Regions from separate parts of the Oryctolagus cuniculus genome. Here region 2 is linked to region 1. Evidence: chromatin contacts called from public Hi-C data. All regions are on one chromosome and are shown on one strand. Each heading gives the region's core, a stretch centred on a gene start, on an enhancer-like site or on the middle of the called end of the contact. The rest is flanking DNA. Distances are from core to core; before and after follow the strand shown.

What was found. A called contact is a pair of places that touch in the nucleus more often than the background predicts.
Region 2: a contact with region 1 is called in a Hi-C map of psoas muscle, with 5 times the contacts expected there. The contact joins the promoter of PI4K2B here to the enhancer-like site in region 1. A contact is called at or near these places in 3 of 6 Hi-C or Micro-C datasets (ear pinna, psoas muscle and an unstated tissue).

Annotation. Positions count from the first base shown.
Region 1 is chr2:20,139,504-20,144,541 of mOryCun1.1, reverse strand. No RefSeq gene overlaps it. Among named protein-coding and RNA genes, the nearest start is that of LGI2, 50 kb to the left of the region's middle. Within about 2 kb of position 2,216, at least 1 of the 8 cell types and tissues checked has an H3K27ac peak or open chromatin away from gene starts, as enhancers often do.
Region 2 is chr2:20,356,668-20,362,319 of mOryCun1.1, reverse strand. PI4K2B (phosphatidylinositol 4-kinase type 2 beta) reads right to left here and starts at 2,206. Exons shown (of 10, transcript XM_051842324.2): 1 at 1,760-2,206. The coding sequence starts at 2,060. It overlaps LOC127490221 (a long non-coding RNA gene), which reads left to right and starts at 1,580. Exons shown (of 3, transcript XR_011386204.1): 1 at 1,580-1,696.

The DNA.
Region 1 (5,038 bases), core at 967-3,466:
CAGTTATCATTTCCCGAGAACAGACTCCACCCAAGCACTTGGCTGGGTGCATAGAAATATTTCCTTATTTAATTCTCATTGCACATTTTTGAGATAAAATAGTACTCCCACTTTTGGAGAGGGAAGACTGGCTGCTAAATTTAGGAGACCTGTGCAAAATGAAAATGCAGGGCTTCTTGTTCAAAAATTATTAAGACCCCCCCCACAGATGGCTGGGGTGGGCACTTGGCATAGCTGTTAAGTTGCCACTTGGGATATCCACATTCCCTGTTGGAGTGTCTTGTTCAAGTCCTGCCTCCTCCACTTCTGATGCAGCTTCCTGCGATGTGCACCCTGGGAAGCAGCAGATGATGGCTCAAGTAGTTGAGTCTCTACCCCCCACGTGAAAGACCTGGATCGAGTCCTGGGCTCCTGGCTTCCGCGTGCTGCAGCCCTGGCCGTTGCAGGCATCTGGGGAGTGAATCAGAGGCTGCAAGAGCTCTGTCTGTGTGTCTGTCTCTCTGCCTTTCAAATAAAATGAGGGAAAAGGAAAGAAATCAAGCAGGGAGCCTTTCTAGATGGGGGGGGGGTAGGTCTGTGTGTGGCCACAGAGTTCACCTGTTCTTGAAGATGCAACACCAGTTTATTATTACTGCTGTTAGGCAATGAAGGCCAGACTTCACCTCCCAGCATATAGAACCAATAAAATCAGCCCCAATCCTAATACCAAGAAACCACACACACGTACACACACAGCCCAGAATAATACAGATATGTGGTTTTCATGTCTGCTATGTGTATTATACATGTCTCAGTAAGTGTGTGTGTGTATAGGTGTATGTATGTGAGTATGTGTGTGAATATGTATACTTTTCTTGTCTTTATACATCTTACTTCTTTGGTCTCTAATCTACCTTGAGACTAGGAGAGTAAGTGTTGTAATCCCATTGCACAGATGAGAAAACCAGGACGAGCGATGTTAAGCCGCTTGTTTAAATTCACACAGTGAGGACGCAGCCATAACTCTACCCACCTTTGCTAGAGATTTCCCCTAAATCCAGGGGCCGTGCTCATACCCAGGCTACAGGTGTCACGGCTGAAGCCGTTCCCAGAGTCCTGTCAAGCCCTTCCTTGGACAACACACGGGAAGAATGATTCCCCGAGCAGGGTTTGACTCACCCTACAGTTCCACTCGTGTCCTAGACACGAGCTTGGAGCAGGCGACAAAGGGAAAACATCCCGGCGCAACTGCAGCTCCTACAATGACAACTGATGATGTACAATAGCAGGATCTGGCCTGTAATCAGCTCCCAGCCCTACTTAGCTATTTAAGCGTCCATTCTGCCGGCTCCGGAGAGCGCGCGGGGCGAGGCACACACCCCGCAACTTCAGCTTCTTGCTCATCAGCGCCGTGCACCATGTGGAAAAAGCACCCCTTTGTGACAGCCCCACAAATTACAGCCCTGGCAATCTGGAGTCTCAGTTCGGGTGGATTCTTCTCTCTCCTAAAGGAAAAAAAAAATCTGTTTTAAGCTTAATTATAGTCTGTCATTACCCGCAGTCTCATAATGATCCCAAGTCCCTGGCAAAATGATAATAATAATAAAAAGGAGAAAGAGAGGGAGAGAGAATCATTTCCAATATGAATTGAAAAGATTCAGACAAATGCAGGGATGGGAGGTGATGGGGCATTCTTCAGAGACAATGGGGGAACGAGGACCAGAGCTTCCGCATGGTAAATAATCATTCTGGCTCCTTTGTCAATTTGCCAGGCCCAAGGGCTGTGTGAACTTCACCCCCCTTCTGAATCTTTAATCTTGTTGCTCTGAAATTCACCTTGCAAAATGCAGGGGCAGCTCCCAGGATAAACTCATGCCCCAAAGCAAATGACCCCGATTTAATGGGACAATGCTTCTCAGCTCTCCGGAGGACTCATTGAACAGACTGAAAGTGTTCGATGATTGCACTATGCATGCTTGCAAAGACACCTTTTAAATCAAATCCTCTTTGTCAGTGTTCAGGGACCAGACAGCAGTTTCCTTACAGGTGCATTCTACCATTGGGCGCTCCCTCTTGTGGCCACATCAGGAATAGAATTGCATCTCTTTTCTGCCGGGCCCCACTCAATCCTGAAAGCAAAGCTGAGCCAAGTGGGTGATGGGTACCGGAGAGGTGGAGCTTAGGGACCCAGACGCCCTGCTGCGTCCACGGGACTTTGTGGACGGATGTGAGTGTCAGGGAAAACTGCCTTCCTTTCTTTGTTCAACTTCCTCACATTCTTCATGGCAATACTTACGCTCCATATAAACTAGATAAGGAGAACTCCGTATTTATTTTCCATTTATTTCGTGTGAGAATTCCTTAAGCATCAAAGAAATTTTTTGAGCTCCTTTTGCTTCCACAGCAAGATTCTTGATATGAATCTTTCTGGAATAAACACGAAAGCACTGGGCTCGATGTTAGGTATGGACCACGGAGCTGATGGAGTTGAGAGAGACCAGGGTGAGTTAGCCACAGGTCCCCTTCACCAGCAGGACCCCCCTGGGGCTCAGGAGGGCGTGGCCAGCATCGCAGGCACTGCCTGACTTATTATTGGCAGGTGCAATCTGAGTGGGCATCCCTCACCCAAAGACCCGAAACGTTCCAAAATCTGACAGTTTGTCAACACCAACAGACGCTCAAGAGTTTTGGAGTTGGGATTTCACGTGTTCACCTTAGAAATGTTCTACCGGTAACGTCTGTGCTGGTATTCCAAAATCTAAAAATGTTTCCAATGCCAAGCACTTGGGATAAGAGACATCTAACCTGCAATAGAAAACTCAACCCAAACCAGCTTAACTAGTACCAAGGATTTACAGGTAAATGAGAAATCTAGACGGAGGCTTCAGGTAAGGCTTGGCCCATCAGATCAGAACCATCACCAAGGATCACCCTCTCTGTCTCTTCTCTCTGTCTTCCGAGCCATACCTCTGCCTGTTCCCCCTCAGCCTCTCCTGAGGATCACTGGCCGATGCTTCTTGTACATGTACAGATGTCCCTTGGCTTACACTGGGTCACGTCGCCATGAACCTATCGTAAGTTGAAAATATCGTAAGTCAAAGATGCATTAAAGCCGGCGCTGAAGCTCACTAGGCTAATCCTCCGCCTTGCGGCGCCGGCACACCGGGTTCTAGTCCCGGTCAGGGCGCCGGATTCTGTCCCGGTTGCCCCTCTTCCAGTCCAGCTCTCTGCTGTGGCCCGGGAGTGCAGTGGAGGATGGTCCAAGTGCTTGGGTCCTGCACCCCATGGGAGACCAGGATAAGCACCTGGCTCCTGCCATCGGATCCGCGTGGTGCGCCGGCCACAGCGGCCATTGGAGGGTGAACTAACGGCAAAGGAAGACCTTTCTCTCTGTCTCTCTCTCTCACTGTCCACTCTGCCTGTCGAAAAAAAAAAAAGCATTGAAAACACCTAACCCGCTGAGCGCCACAGCTTGGCAACTGTGGTTGTTTACCTTCCAGACGACCTGGCTGACTCGAGCCACAGCCAGCACCACTGCCCAGCATGGAGGAAAGGCGTCTTGCCACATGTCCTTACTGTGGAAAAGATGGAAATTCAGAGCACCAAGAGTGACTTCTACTGAATGCGTGTCGATTTTGCGTCGTCATAAAGGCTGCTCTACTGTGATCCAGCTCCCTGCTGACGTGCCTGGGAAAACAGCCGAAGACGGCGCAAGTGCTTGGGCCCCTGCACCCAGGTGGGAGGCCTGGATGAAGCTTCGGCATGGCCCAGTCCCTGCCGCTACGGCCATTTGGGGAGTGAACCAATAAACAGAAGACCTCTCTCTCTCTCTCTCAAATAAATAAGTAAAATAAATCTTTAAAAAAAACAATTCCTGGTGGGGAGCATCTGTGCTGTGAAGGCTCCGTGCAGCCCTTGCTCTCTCTGTCCCTAGGAGCGCACACGACAAACTGAAATACCAGAAAGGTCTGGCCCCAGTCCGCACGAAGACCACAATGAATGAATATCCTGGCTTACTCGTGCCTCAGTGGGGCAGTTCTGAGCTGAGCACCTTCCGGTCTCTGCCAGCAACCCCCTGGGAAGTGAGCCTGAGGCTGCCCACACAGGTCTTAGCACCCCCTGCCCCTCGGTTAGCCTCCACCCCTACTGTCTCACTTGCTTACTCGCTCACCGCACTTCTGTGATTGCACACCATTCCCCCTCCCTGCACCCTCCCACTCTGCTTGTACCGGATCCTTGTCTCAGGGTCTCGGTTGGAAGACAGCCCGGGCTAAGAACACCGGGCACCGAGGGAGGGGGTGTGGATGTTGGGCCGCGGGCCACAGATGTCGCCTCTTGGGAAATCCACGTCGGAGAAGCCAGAGGCCATGGCTTCGGCCCCTGGGGCCCTCCAGGAGGGGCTACCGGGAGGACCAGCGGCTCAGAAGCTGTGGCAGAACCACCTGCCTTCCAACTATAAGCAGCGGGCAGGACGCCTAAACCGTTTCATTGTGTGGTTGGCAGCCCGAGTGGGGGTAGGCAGGACGGGAAGAGGGAAGACAGCGCGTTGTAGTCACAGGGGAAAATACAGACAACAGCCCAGGGCGCTGGTGCCAAGTGCAGCCCCTCCCTCACTCCCAGCGCTCATCCATGGGAGGCTGTCCTGATTTCCTGACTTACCCCGCTGGGCCACAATGCCTGTCCTTGACAGGCTGTTGAACAGAGGATGTTAGGTAGGATTTGTTTGCTCAAAAAATGACGTAGATTTGAATCAGCGGGCTTAAACAAATGAGGTGAATGCTTGCGGTTTCAGGAACAGCTGGATCAAGGGGTAAAAGCAAATGTTGAATGGCTCTGCTTTGGGCTTGCCTTAGCAGTGTCCTCACAGGATGACTCCAAGGGAGTCACTGGCAAGGGAGGTCACTGTCCTGCGAGGTGGGCGTCGTGGGGGGAGGAGGAATACTCTGCTGTTGCACAAGTAGGGGAGGCCTCTCACTGGCCCATCCTTGAGCTGGTAATGGTGGCCAGGACTGAGTCACGGGCAAGGCAGGGGCAAGGCGGCACTGCAAAGGCAGAGGAG
Region 2 (5,652 bases), core at 957-3,456, 220 kb before region 1:
GACATCCAAATTGCCAATGCACGTGAATGCAGGCCCATTTGAGATCATGGTTCCAATTTCATGTCTATTTGGCTAAACACTGTACTGTCAAAGCCTCAATTAGGCAAGACAATGTAACATGTATGTAAGACACATTCCCTAAAGCTTAACAAGTGGACAGACTGCTTCTCATGGGCCTGATTCATTTACTCTGAAATATGTTTGAATGTAAGTTCAACTAGAATGTGACCGATCTGTGCAAAGTTATTTCAACTTCAGAAGGTGTATTAGTGTATCAGTGGCAGGACGTGTGAAATCTAACTCCAGAAAAACTAAGCAATATTAATGAAAACTTTCTCATGTAGGGAGTCAAAGTTGAGTGTACAATATCATCTCATTTAATCTACCATAAGACCAGCACGTAGGTATTAAAATCACCAGTTTACACATCAGCCCGTCTTCATTTCTTCCAAGTCTACTCTAATTATACCATATGCCTAACTCCACTTCACTCCACCTGCCCCCAAACTCACTCAATCCTCGTGCACTATGGCCCAGTGGGTAAAGCCCACAGCCCTCCAGCATCACAAATAGCAGTGCCACATTCAAGGCCCAGCTACCCTGCTGCCAATTCAACTTCCTGCTAATGAGCCTGCAAGGCTGCCGATGACTGCCACTGTGAGTGGGTCCCTGCTACCTACACGGGAGATCCAGATGGAGTTCCAAGCTCCTGGCCTGGCAAAACGCAAGTTGTCCACTGCATTTGAGGAGTGAGCCAGTGGATAGAAGAGACCTTTCTCTCTCTCTCATTCTGCCTTTCAAATAAATACCAACAGACATTTAAAAACTTCCCTTTATCAACAAATATCCATGCTTGCAAGCAGGATGCCTACACTTACTAACGTTCCATGTCTTTTCTTTTAAAGGTTTTATGTTTGAAATACAGAGTGATAGAGAGAGGTAGAGCCAGAGAGAGCGAGCGAGCGAGTCTTCCATCTGCTGGTTCACTCCCCAGATGACTTCAACGGCCAGAGCTGAACTGATCCGGAGCCAGGAGCCAGGAGCCAGGAGCTTCCAGGTCTCCCACGCGGGTGCAGGGGCCCAAGGTCTTGGGCCACCTTCTACTGCTTTCCCAGGCCATAGCAGAGAGCTGGATGGGAAGTGGAGCAGCCAGGACTCGAACCAGCGTCCAGATGGGATGCCCGCGCTGCAGGCTGGGACTTTAACGCGCTATGCCACAGCGCCAGCCCCCCATATTTCTTCATTTAATCTCTTTCATCTGAGGCCCATCACTAACGAAAACGGGTTCCTCTCTCTTTTTAAGCCTAAATACTGAAGCTACTCAAGGGAGCCAAACTTCCCAAGACAGAAAGCAGCACCAGCAAGTCAGGCCTGTGTGGCCCCTAGCTAACGTCACAATATTTACTAGGAAAAGGCTGTGAGACGTGTCCCAGCGCTAACAATATTCTCGCTGTGCATCGCCCTCCTGTCATCCACCCTTGGAAACTCACAACTCGGCCACTTTCTGCTCCTTCCGAGCTCTCGATTCAAAACTCGAGTCTCAGCTGGAGCGAACTGACGTCACTTGACAGTGTGCTCGGTTTGATTCCCGCGAGTCCAGACACTCTCTGGGCGGAGGCCTAAGGAAGCAGACAACCCTTGGCCTCGGGTGCAGGAGCCCGGGCGAGAAACCCCGGCAGCGGGAGCGAGAGGCCAGGTGCCCAGGCGGGCAGGGCGCGAACGGGGGGCTGAGCGCACAGAGGGGAGAGCCGGCTCGCACCTGACCCCGAGAGGCGGTTCCGGTCCAGGTCGGCGGGTGACGTCCGCGGGACCCCCACGCCCCGGGGCGGGCAGCTGGGCGAGTCCCCGGGAGGCAGCAGCACTTCCTCGTCGCCGGCCTCGCGGGGGGCGTCCCCCGCAGCCTCCGGCAGCCTCACGGCGCTGCCCGGGCCGCCTTTCCGCGGCTGGGCCCAGGCGATCCGCGGCAGTAGCGGCTCCCGCTCCTCATCCTCCTCCTCCGCCGCCGCCAGGCTGCCGCCGCCCGCGGATGCCCGCCGGCCGGGCTCGCAGGCCTCCGCCATGGGCTCCCTCAGCGCCTGGCGTGCTGAGACCTACTCAGAGAGGCCGGGGCCGCGGGTCTGTCCGCGGCATCGCGGGGCGCAGGAGCGGCTGGGTCGGACCTTCGCCACCTCACCAGCGCTCCGGTCCGGTTCGGCGGCCGCACAGCGGCGCCACACCTCCAGGTTCAGCCGGCCAAGCCTGCGCCTGCGCAGAAAGGCGGAGGCGGCGTGGGGCGGGGCGTGTGCGCGGGGCGGGGCGGCGCGGCGCGGGGCGGGGCCGCCACCAGGCTCCGGGGTCCCGCACGCTGCGGGGCGAGCTGACGTCCGGGTACTGCGGTGCGGGGTCGCCGCCCCGAACCTGAGTGGGCGTGTCCCTGCACGGCAGGTGTTTCTGAGTTCACCGCACTCCGTACAAAGAGGCCAATTTGTGTGACTTTTACAGTTTCTCTCACTAGATGTCAGTCAGAGTGGGAACCTTGTCCGGATAGTCTTGACTGTGGTAGTTGGTATTTTTTTCCCCGCACTAATCTAGTTGCTGGTGTATCCATTTAAAAAATCTTTTCCAGACTTTCATCCCTTGATTCCGCTGATTTGGTTTCTACTTCAGTGATGTTTGCTTCTTTAACTCACCTGGAGTTTGGTTTCCTCTTCCTGGTTGCCACGAGCAGATACATTCTTGGTGGAGGACACCCTTCTGGTTTGTAAACGCACACGGTTAAGGCTATGAGTTGTCCTGTACACACTGCTCTAGCTGCATTTTACTATTTCTGATATGTTACGCTTTCCTTCCCATTCAGTGAGAACTTTTTTGATTTCCCTTATGCTTGATCCTTTGCTCGAAGTGTGTCTAATGTCCAGTACACACTTGGGGGCTTCTGTACATGTTACTTCTACTTTAATCCTGTTGTGGCCCAAAGAGATGCTCCGAGACTTCGGTCTTCTGAATTGTATTCATACTTATTTCATAGCCCAGAACATCATGATGAACATTCCGTGTGCACTGTATAAGGAATGTGTATTTTACCACTGCGTGGTCACGTAAGTGTCAGTTGGTTCCATAAATATCAGTCCAGTTAAGTATTAATAGTGTTGTTCATTTTCTATTCTTACGGGTTTTTTGCCCAATCCTATTACTTACTGAGGGAAGTTATCACAATCTTCCTGTTTATGGTTGTTGAATCGATTTTTCTATTAGTTCTTTTTAGTTGTTGAATTTTTGCTTCATGAATTTTGAAGCTGTGTTATTGGATGAATGCACAGGATTTTTATGACATAGGCCTCTTTGTCTTACTGATGATTTGATCTCTTAAAATTATTATTATGAATTGTCTCTTCTTATCTCTGTTAATACTGATGGCTTGAAATCTATTTTGTCTGATGTTAATATAACCACTCTATTTTTTGCTTACTGTTTGCCTAGTAAATCTTTTCCCAATCTTTATAGCTTATGTTTTTCTTAAAGCATATGTAACTTGTGTAGATGGCTTATAGTCTGATCTTGATTTCTAAAAGAATTCATTATGATAATCTCTGACTTTTAATTGGAATTTTTAGTCCATTTACATTTAATGTGATTGGATTTAGATCTGTAATTTTGAAATTTTATTTCTGCTTCCTCTTCTTTTTGTTCTTCTGTTTCTCCTTTTCTGCTTTCTTTGGGGTTAATCTAATATTTCTGAGTATTTCATCATTGAATTTCTGCTATACCACTTTAAATTAATTTTTACTGATTCACTAGTGTTCACATTATGCATCTTTTAATTATCTCAGTGTTCTGAGAACTCATACTACTTAACATAAAATGTAAATACCTTGAAGAATTGAAGTTCCATTTATCCCCCATTCTTTATGTCATTGTTATCATATACCCAACATTTAAAAAAAATAATACACATTTCCCATAAACTTTTTGAAGGCCCCTCTACACATGGATGTCAACATTTTTTTGCACCAAAATAAACTTTAGTTTTGCTAGCTACAAGCTTTTTAAAGTATTCTCATATACTAGACCTATGTGTTTAAATATGGTGAATAATTTTTTCCTTAAATTATGTCTTTTAAAGAAATTAAGGAAAGTTTTTAGTCTTTTATGTTTACTTATATATTTGCCATTGCTGTGTTTTTAATTCTTTTTATGTATTTAAATTTCAACCTAGTATTATTTCCCTTCTCTTATTTTATTTATTTATTTAACATATTTATTTATTTGAAAAATCAGAGTTACAGAGAGATAGGGAGGGAGGGAGAGAGGGAGAGAGAGAGAGAGAATGAGAATCTTCCATCTGCTGGTTCACTCTCCAGATGGCTGCAATAGCCAGCCAGGCTGAAGCCAGGAGCCAGGAGCTCCATCCAAGACTCCCCTGTGGGTGGCACAGTCCCAAGCTCTTGGGCCATCTTCCACCTCTTTTCCCAGGACATTATCAAGGAGCTGGATTAGAACCAGGACATGAACTGGCACCCATTTGGGATGCCAGCATCGTAGGTGGTATCTAAACCCACTATGCTATAATGCTGATTCCCCTTCTTTTTTTGAATAAAGTCATAAATTGGGATAACCATTTGGTACAGCAGGTAAGACATCACTTAATATACTGGCATACCATATCAAAGTGCTTGGGTTTGAATCTTGGTTTTGCTCCCAATTATTGCTCCCTGCTAATGCACACCCTGAGAAACAGTAGGTGATGGTTTTCATATTTGTGTCCTTGAGAGCCACCTGGGAGACCTGGATTGAGTTCCTGACTCTTGAATTTGGCCTGATTGTTGCAGGAATTTGGAGAGTTAACCAAAGGATTGGAGTCTCTCTCTGACTTTCAAATTAAATAATACATTTCTTATAATGCAGTTATGTTGGTGATAAATTCTAAGCTTTTATTTATCTGAAGCTATATTTATTTCATCTTCACCATCACTTTTAAACATTTTTCTATGGGTGTTGAATTCTGGGTTAATGATACTGTTCTCACCAGTTCAAGTTCAATTCTAAAAATGTCATTCCAGTGTCCTATAGCTTTCATTATTTTACAATCATATCCCTTCATCTAACAACAAAATTTTATACAAAGATTTATTTTATTTATTTGAAAGGCAGAGAGACATACAGAGGGATCTTTCATCACTGGTTCACTTCCCAAATGTCCACAACAGCTGAGACTGGGCCAGGCTGAAGCCAGGAACCAGGAACTCCATCTGGTCTCCCAAGTACTTGGTGGCAGGGGCCAAAGTACGTGGGCCATTCTCCACTGCCTTCCCAGGAGCATTAGCAGACAGCTGGATTGGGTGCAGAGTGGCCTAGGATTGAACCGGTGCTTAACCTGCTGCACCACAATGCTGGCCCCTACCCACCCAGTTTCTACTGTGTCATTTTCTCAAGCTAACTTGAAGCTTTTTTTTTTTTTTTTTTTTGACAGGCAGAGTTAGTGAGAGAGAGAGAGAGAGAAAGAGAGAAAGGTCTTCCTTCTGTTGGTTCACCCCCCAAATGGCTGCTAAGGTTGGCGCGGCGGAGGATTAGCCTAGTGAGCTGCGGCAACGGCCGAAGATTTTCTTTTTATCTTTTGTTTTCAATAGTTTCACTATGATATCTTTGGTATGATTTTATATATGCTCTGCTGGG